Regions from separate parts of the Sus scrofa genome. Here region 1 is linked to region 2. The links are chromatin contacts, called in public Hi-C maps. All regions are on one chromosome and are shown on one strand. Each heading gives the region's core, a stretch centred on a gene start, on an enhancer-like site or on the middle of the called end of the contact. The rest is flanking DNA. Distances are from core to core; before and after follow the strand shown. Region 1 overlaps LOC102167422 (a long non-coding RNA gene). Region 2 holds the start of TLE4 (transducin-like enhancer protein 4).

Region 1 (2,867 bases), core at 21-2,520, 380 kb before region 2:
CCACATGGCCTACTTCAATAAGTCCCCATTACTGCCGACTGCACTGCTTTCGGAGCCAAATCCCAAGGGCTCCCAAGATGGATCATTCAATCTTCTGAGTAATCAATCCCAAGAGCCTGCCGATCTGACCCTGCTCAGCTGAGCTGAGGAGTGGCCTGCCTCGTGGCCATGGCGGCCTTGGACTTGGGGAAGCGGCAGCAACACATATTCTCCAATTTCCAAAGCCTCTCCACAGATATTTGGAAAGGGCAGCAGGAAGGTGTGAAAAACAGAAGCAGGGGCTGGGGGAGGGGACTGGGAGATTCGATCCTAAACAGGTTTCACTTAAAAAAGGAAAATGGTTATATGACTCTTTGCAAAAACCTCACGCTCCACAGTGCCCTTTGGGGAAACTTGAACCTCCCAAATATGTTGTCAGACACTGAACCCACACCCAGAGTGTTAAGTAACACTGGCTCTTGGACAGAAAAGTGTCACCATTCCCTCCTCCTGGCTGGTGTCTTTAAATAGCTCCTCTTATTTACGGGTGTACATAGTGTTAATGTCCTTCAGTTGCTCTATTTTCAAGGATGGAAAAGCAGTTGCTAAGCATTTCTAAATGACAGCCCCAGGGTTCATTAAAAATATGGCAAACATTTGCTAAGCTCATTAAGTGCAATTTTTGTGTGTGTGTATCAGATTCCTCCTCTGCATGTTCTGCGTGACCAAACATCTATTAACCCTAATCCCATTGATGAGTCTGATACATTCAAACCGGCAATTAGACAAAACAAAAGGGATATTTATGGAGAGACTCCTAAATGGGCTTTCATATTGGTCTAAGCTGTTTCAAAACGACAGTTTAATTCCCCTCTGTTAATCCCTTGCTTCCAGAGCACTCCCTTTGTTTGATTATAGGCTGTCAGATTCAGGGATTCTGATTGAATCAAAATTTGAGGCAAACTAGAAACACATAATAATTATGCCATTTAAGCCCTGTTGCCTACTGTATAAGCAAACCAAGTGCTCTACAGATGAAGACTCCTTAAGCACAAAAGATTTCCAAATGTGCTGCTTGTACAATTAGATACCATAGAATCTGAATTAGGTGGTCATTGCCTCTGATCCTTTCGAAAATCCTCCATTTGATGAATTTGGTGGTAAAATACCGTGCATTAAATCTGTTGACTAGGCAAAAATATTTTAGGAAGAGCTCCCTCTGCTCTTCCTCCCCTCCACCCCATCGCCTCCCTCCTCAACCACAGCTGTGGACTTGTCTGACCCACAGTGGTTAATCTGAGCACCAGCTCTTATTTGGCCATTCCAGCTTTCCATTAACTCAGGGCCACGGGGGTGTTATTATTAGAGGCGGAAAGGATTCTGCATCACTTACATGGTGTAAAGCTGGACAAATAAACAAGTACTGACTATGGATGTCTCCCAATCACACTGGGCCTCAATTTTTGAATGTGCTCTTTCAAATAGCAAAATGACCCTTCTCTAGCTTGTAAAACCTCTCTTTGTTTTCCCTCAAAGAGAAGGAAACTCACCCAGAGGAGAGGACTTTTGACAGAGTTCCCCAGCAGTAACATCATTTTCAAGTGGCTCTTGACCAGCTGAGCTTTTTCAAAGTGTAACTTTTATAGCCACAAAGGATCATGTCTTATTTGGGTTCATTAAATTTCCTCTTACTTTGCAAAGGGCTGACCAAGCTCGCAGCTGCCGAGAGAGAGAAGCCAGCCCTTCATCATTCTTCAAGTTGATTCAGCACTGGTCAGGGCTCTATTTGAAAGCCCTACCCAGATTTAGACCTCATAATTTAGTCTCTGTTGGAAATGGGAAAAAGAAGAAGAAGAAGAATATCCTTGTTCTAGTAAGAACTAGATCTCCTTTGGCTACCGGTGAAAGTTGGGGTAGAGCCAGTGTTGGCAATGAGACACAAGCTGACTTATGGAAGTGTCGCCTGAGTGAGGTCAGGTGCTGAGGCTTACAGTGAGAAACTATCATGGAGCAAAGAGAAAATGAAAATGAATTTAACAAGAGTCAGACCGTTAACGCAGAAACCTCCTCACCTCCTTCTGCTCTCTCTCCTAGGAACTACATTTCCCAGCATTATCCACCTCTAAGATTTTGGGTTAGATGCTTCCAAGGAAAGCTTCCCACTTATCATTTGGAAAGCAAAGAGAAGCCTCTTCTCTCCAGAAGCTACTGTGGCCTCGGTAACTTGACGTCTCAGTGTCCTATCAAAAAATCACTGCAAGGTTGCCACAGCTTCCTACACTTTCAGATTTCTTGAGCACCAGCCATTCCCTCCAAGCCTAAGCTCCCAGACTTTCTCATGGAGATGCAAGCCTCTAATTCCTGTGTTAAGATACTTCCTACTTCAATTACTGGCTGGACCCTGACTGATACAGGTAATAGATGCCTGGAGCTAGGAAAGAGAGCTGGGCTGACTGAGGCCAGATCACTTTGAAGAATGGGATCTGAAGCTCAGTGTGGAGAACCTTCTACTTCATTCACGTGTGCAAGCATCTTTTCAACAAATCTTCATGGAACACCTACAAAATCCTAACCCCTCTGGCAGAAACCAGTGCTAAAGAGATAAGCTCCCTAACCCATAGATCTTACAGTAAAACAATAAAATGCTTCCTTTAGCATTTCTGCTAAAGGAAATGACGGGGGCAAAGAGCTACAGCTGCCATTTGCAAAGATACTAACAAGCAGAGAATAACAGGAATGTAATTAAGGAAAAAAAAATTAGTCGTGAACCAATGAGATTTAAATTGTAATCTCAGCTGTTTCATTTCCTAACCATGTGGCCTCAAAGCAGTCAAATGAGTTTACTCTCTGAGTGTCTGCTTCCCTGGTCTTATCTTACAGGATGGTTA
Region 2 (2,700 bases), core at 194-2,693:
CCCACTGCCTCCCCACCCGGAATCGAAACGGGCCAGTCGGGGGGACGCGCGCCATGGCGTCGAGCCGCGGTCAGGTCGGGGGAGGGGGCACGCAGCCGCCACCCTCCCCGGCCGACTGGTTCGCTCTTCCCCTGGGCGTGCGGCGCGAGTGGAAGGCGTCCCGCACTCCCGAGCCGCTGCCGGACCCGCCGCGCCGCCGCTGAGGGCGCCCTCCCCGCCCCGGCGCGGAGTCGCGCCTCCTCCATCGCTAGCCACCCCTCCTAGAGGAGTCGCGGCGCGGGGACGACAAACGGCTCCGCGCGCCTTCCAGGGGCTTCAAAGACAACAATAAGAAAATGGCTACAACTCTGTTGCCTCTCCGCACCCTGGCTCCGAAAGTGCCACTGAGCCCGGGGGGAGAGGTGGTGGGGGCGGGCGACTCCCCGGGCAGGGAGCCGGGTTCGGGCCGCCCTCCACGCCCCTCTGGTCACAGACACAACTCGGCACGCAGGGGGCGACGCGGGGAATCCCCCGGCGCTCGGCGAGCCCGCGCCCCTGACGCCCGCACTCACCGGGTGTCTGGTCTGTGGGTACATCTTGCTCAGGTCGCGAATCATCCAAACCGATTTAGTTGGCTACGCTGGGCAGAAGCGCGCGGCTCATTGGCTTTAAAGGCCCGGAGGAAGAGGCGGCGGAGGCGGCCGGCCGGGTCCGAGGGGCGGCTCGGGCGGTCCTGGCCCCCGCCGGGTCTCGCGTGACGCGGGCGGCAGGAACGCGCGGCAGCGGCGGGCTGGGTGCAGACAGCCGGGCCCCTCTGCATTCCCCGCGGGCGTCACTGGCCCGCCGCGGGCATTGTCCGGCGCGCGTCTCCCGCGGCAACGCTCCGACGTTCGCTCCGCCGAGGCGCGCCCGCCGAAGCTGGCGCCGCGGCCGCGCCGCTCACCCAGCCGGGAAAGTGCGAGCTCCGCGTCCCAGCGCTTGCCGGCAGCGCCGCCCGCTCGCTCACTGGCTCGCTCGGCGTCCCACTCCAAACTTTTTTTATTTGTCTTTTAATTGGTTGTTATTCCTCCGAATGAATGATCTCTCTCTTCTTTCCTAAAAGCAAACACAAACTCCTTTGGTTCGGAAGAGATCTCGGCGGTGCTTTTTGGTTTCTCTGGAGATTTTTTTTCACCTCACAGCAACGATCTTTTAAAAGGCACCTTTTAGCTTCTTTTACCACATCTCATTTCCTTATTTTTCTTCCTTCCTGTTTTCTTGTCTTTTTAAACCCCAAATTGGAGGGGATTATAAAAATAAAAGAGAGTGAAACGCTTGCGGCTTTAAAAAAAAAAAAATCTCTCTCCTTTCAAACTCTGCGAACACCACCTCAAAATAATATACAAGTGTGTGAGAGGGGGAAGAAAGCAGCCAACAGCCCAAACACCCGCTCGGAACAGCTCTAACAACACGTTCGGTGTAGGTGACTTCTTTGACCAAATTTAGCAGCGGCTAATCATTAACATTCTGATACATATTCACAACCGTCCGTGGAGGGCCCGCGAAGCATCCCGGGAGATGTAGTCCGCCCCCGGCGGCCGCAGCTGAGGATTCCGCCAGATTGACTACAATCACCGGCCCGCCACGCGACCACTCTGGGGTGCTCTCCAAGAGCCCCTCCCACCCCCTGCGCAGTAGGCGTCTCCAGCAACCAATCAGAGATGGCTGAACATTAATCGCTGTTCTGTGTTACTGCCCATCATTTCACTGTTGACAAATGGCAAGCTAGGGGGGAGGAGCCGGCGGGGTTGGAACCCACGTGGGGGCCGGGCGTCGTCCGCGGCTCGGACCAATGAATGGAACGTTATGGGGTTAGCAGAGGCGGGGCGGAGATGGCCCGCCCAAGGCGGAGCTTCGCCTTGGATGACGTTCCTTAGCGCGAGCGTTCGAACCGAGGAAACATTTGTTCGGCTGTCAATCAAAGTAACGTGGGCCTGGGAGAAGCGGTGGCTGCTGCTGCTGCTGTTGCCTCTGCCCTGGCTGTATCTTCAGAACTGGGTGTTGGTGGCGATGGTGGCGGCAAAATAAAGAGGGTGGAGGGGGCGGTGAGACTGGAGGCTAGTCAGAAGATCTTCCGAATTCGGGTTCTCGCACCCGCCCCGCTCCAATCTAAACACCCTCGGCCCCTTGCTCCCGGCCGCGCCAGGAATGCGGACTAATTAGGGTCCAATGTCTCCTTAAAGAGACAAGCTCGGCCTTGTGTAATGCTCCGAAACCCCTGTTGAGACAAGAGAGGGAAGATCACGCCGATCCCACTTCGTTCAGTTCACATCAATTTTACGCGCCGCTGGAGCCGGCATAATTTTCCGTGTGAACGCTGATTCAGGCCCCTGTTCTTGTTTAGAGCTGGAGACTAAGCTGCAAGATGCTGACTGGGACGAGGGACGGGGACGCGGGGCGGGGCAGGAGGGGGGGTTGGGGAGGGCGTCTCTCGGAGTCCCTAGTGGGCTACGATTGCAGTTTAATCCGGTAGAGGGGCCTCCTCCCCCAAGCAACTCTTCAAGGAAGCTTTCCTGGACGTTTCGACCAGGGGTCCCGAGGGCGTAACCGTGGAGTTTCGGGGTGGGGCTGGAGGCCCCAGGGGCAGGGGTCGTCAATTCCCAAAAAAACTTTTTCGAGGGGGCTACCCGCAGTCCACAGACTGTCAGTCGGTCCACACGAAAGTAGCTTCATCTAGGTGCT

The links. A called contact is a pair of places that touch in the nucleus more often than the background predicts.
Region 1: a Hi-C map of skeletal muscle shows a contact between it and region 2, with 7 times the contacts expected there. The contact joins the enhancer-like site here to the promoter of TLE4 in region 2. A contact is called at or near these places in 4 of 47 Hi-C or Micro-C datasets (embryonic fibroblasts, psoas muscle and skeletal muscle) and 1 of 2 datasets of contacts at active chromatin or transcription factors (skeletal muscle).

The regions. Positions count from the first base shown.
Region 1 is chr1:232,735,949-232,738,815 of Sscrofa11.1, reverse strand. The region is part of intron 2 of LOC102167422 (a long non-coding RNA gene); the gene reads right to left. Among named protein-coding and RNA genes, the nearest start is that of NPAP1, 340 kb to the left of the region's middle. Within about 2 kb of position 1,270, at least 5 of the 83 cell types and tissues checked have an H3K27ac peak or open chromatin away from gene starts, as enhancers often do. A contact at or near this core is called in skeletal muscle, where this site is marked.
Region 2 is chr1:232,354,702-232,357,401 of Sscrofa11.1, reverse strand. It overlaps TLE4 (transducin-like enhancer protein 4), which reads right to left and starts at 1,443. Exons shown (of 20, transcript XM_001924195.6): 1 at 552-1,443. The coding sequence starts at 596.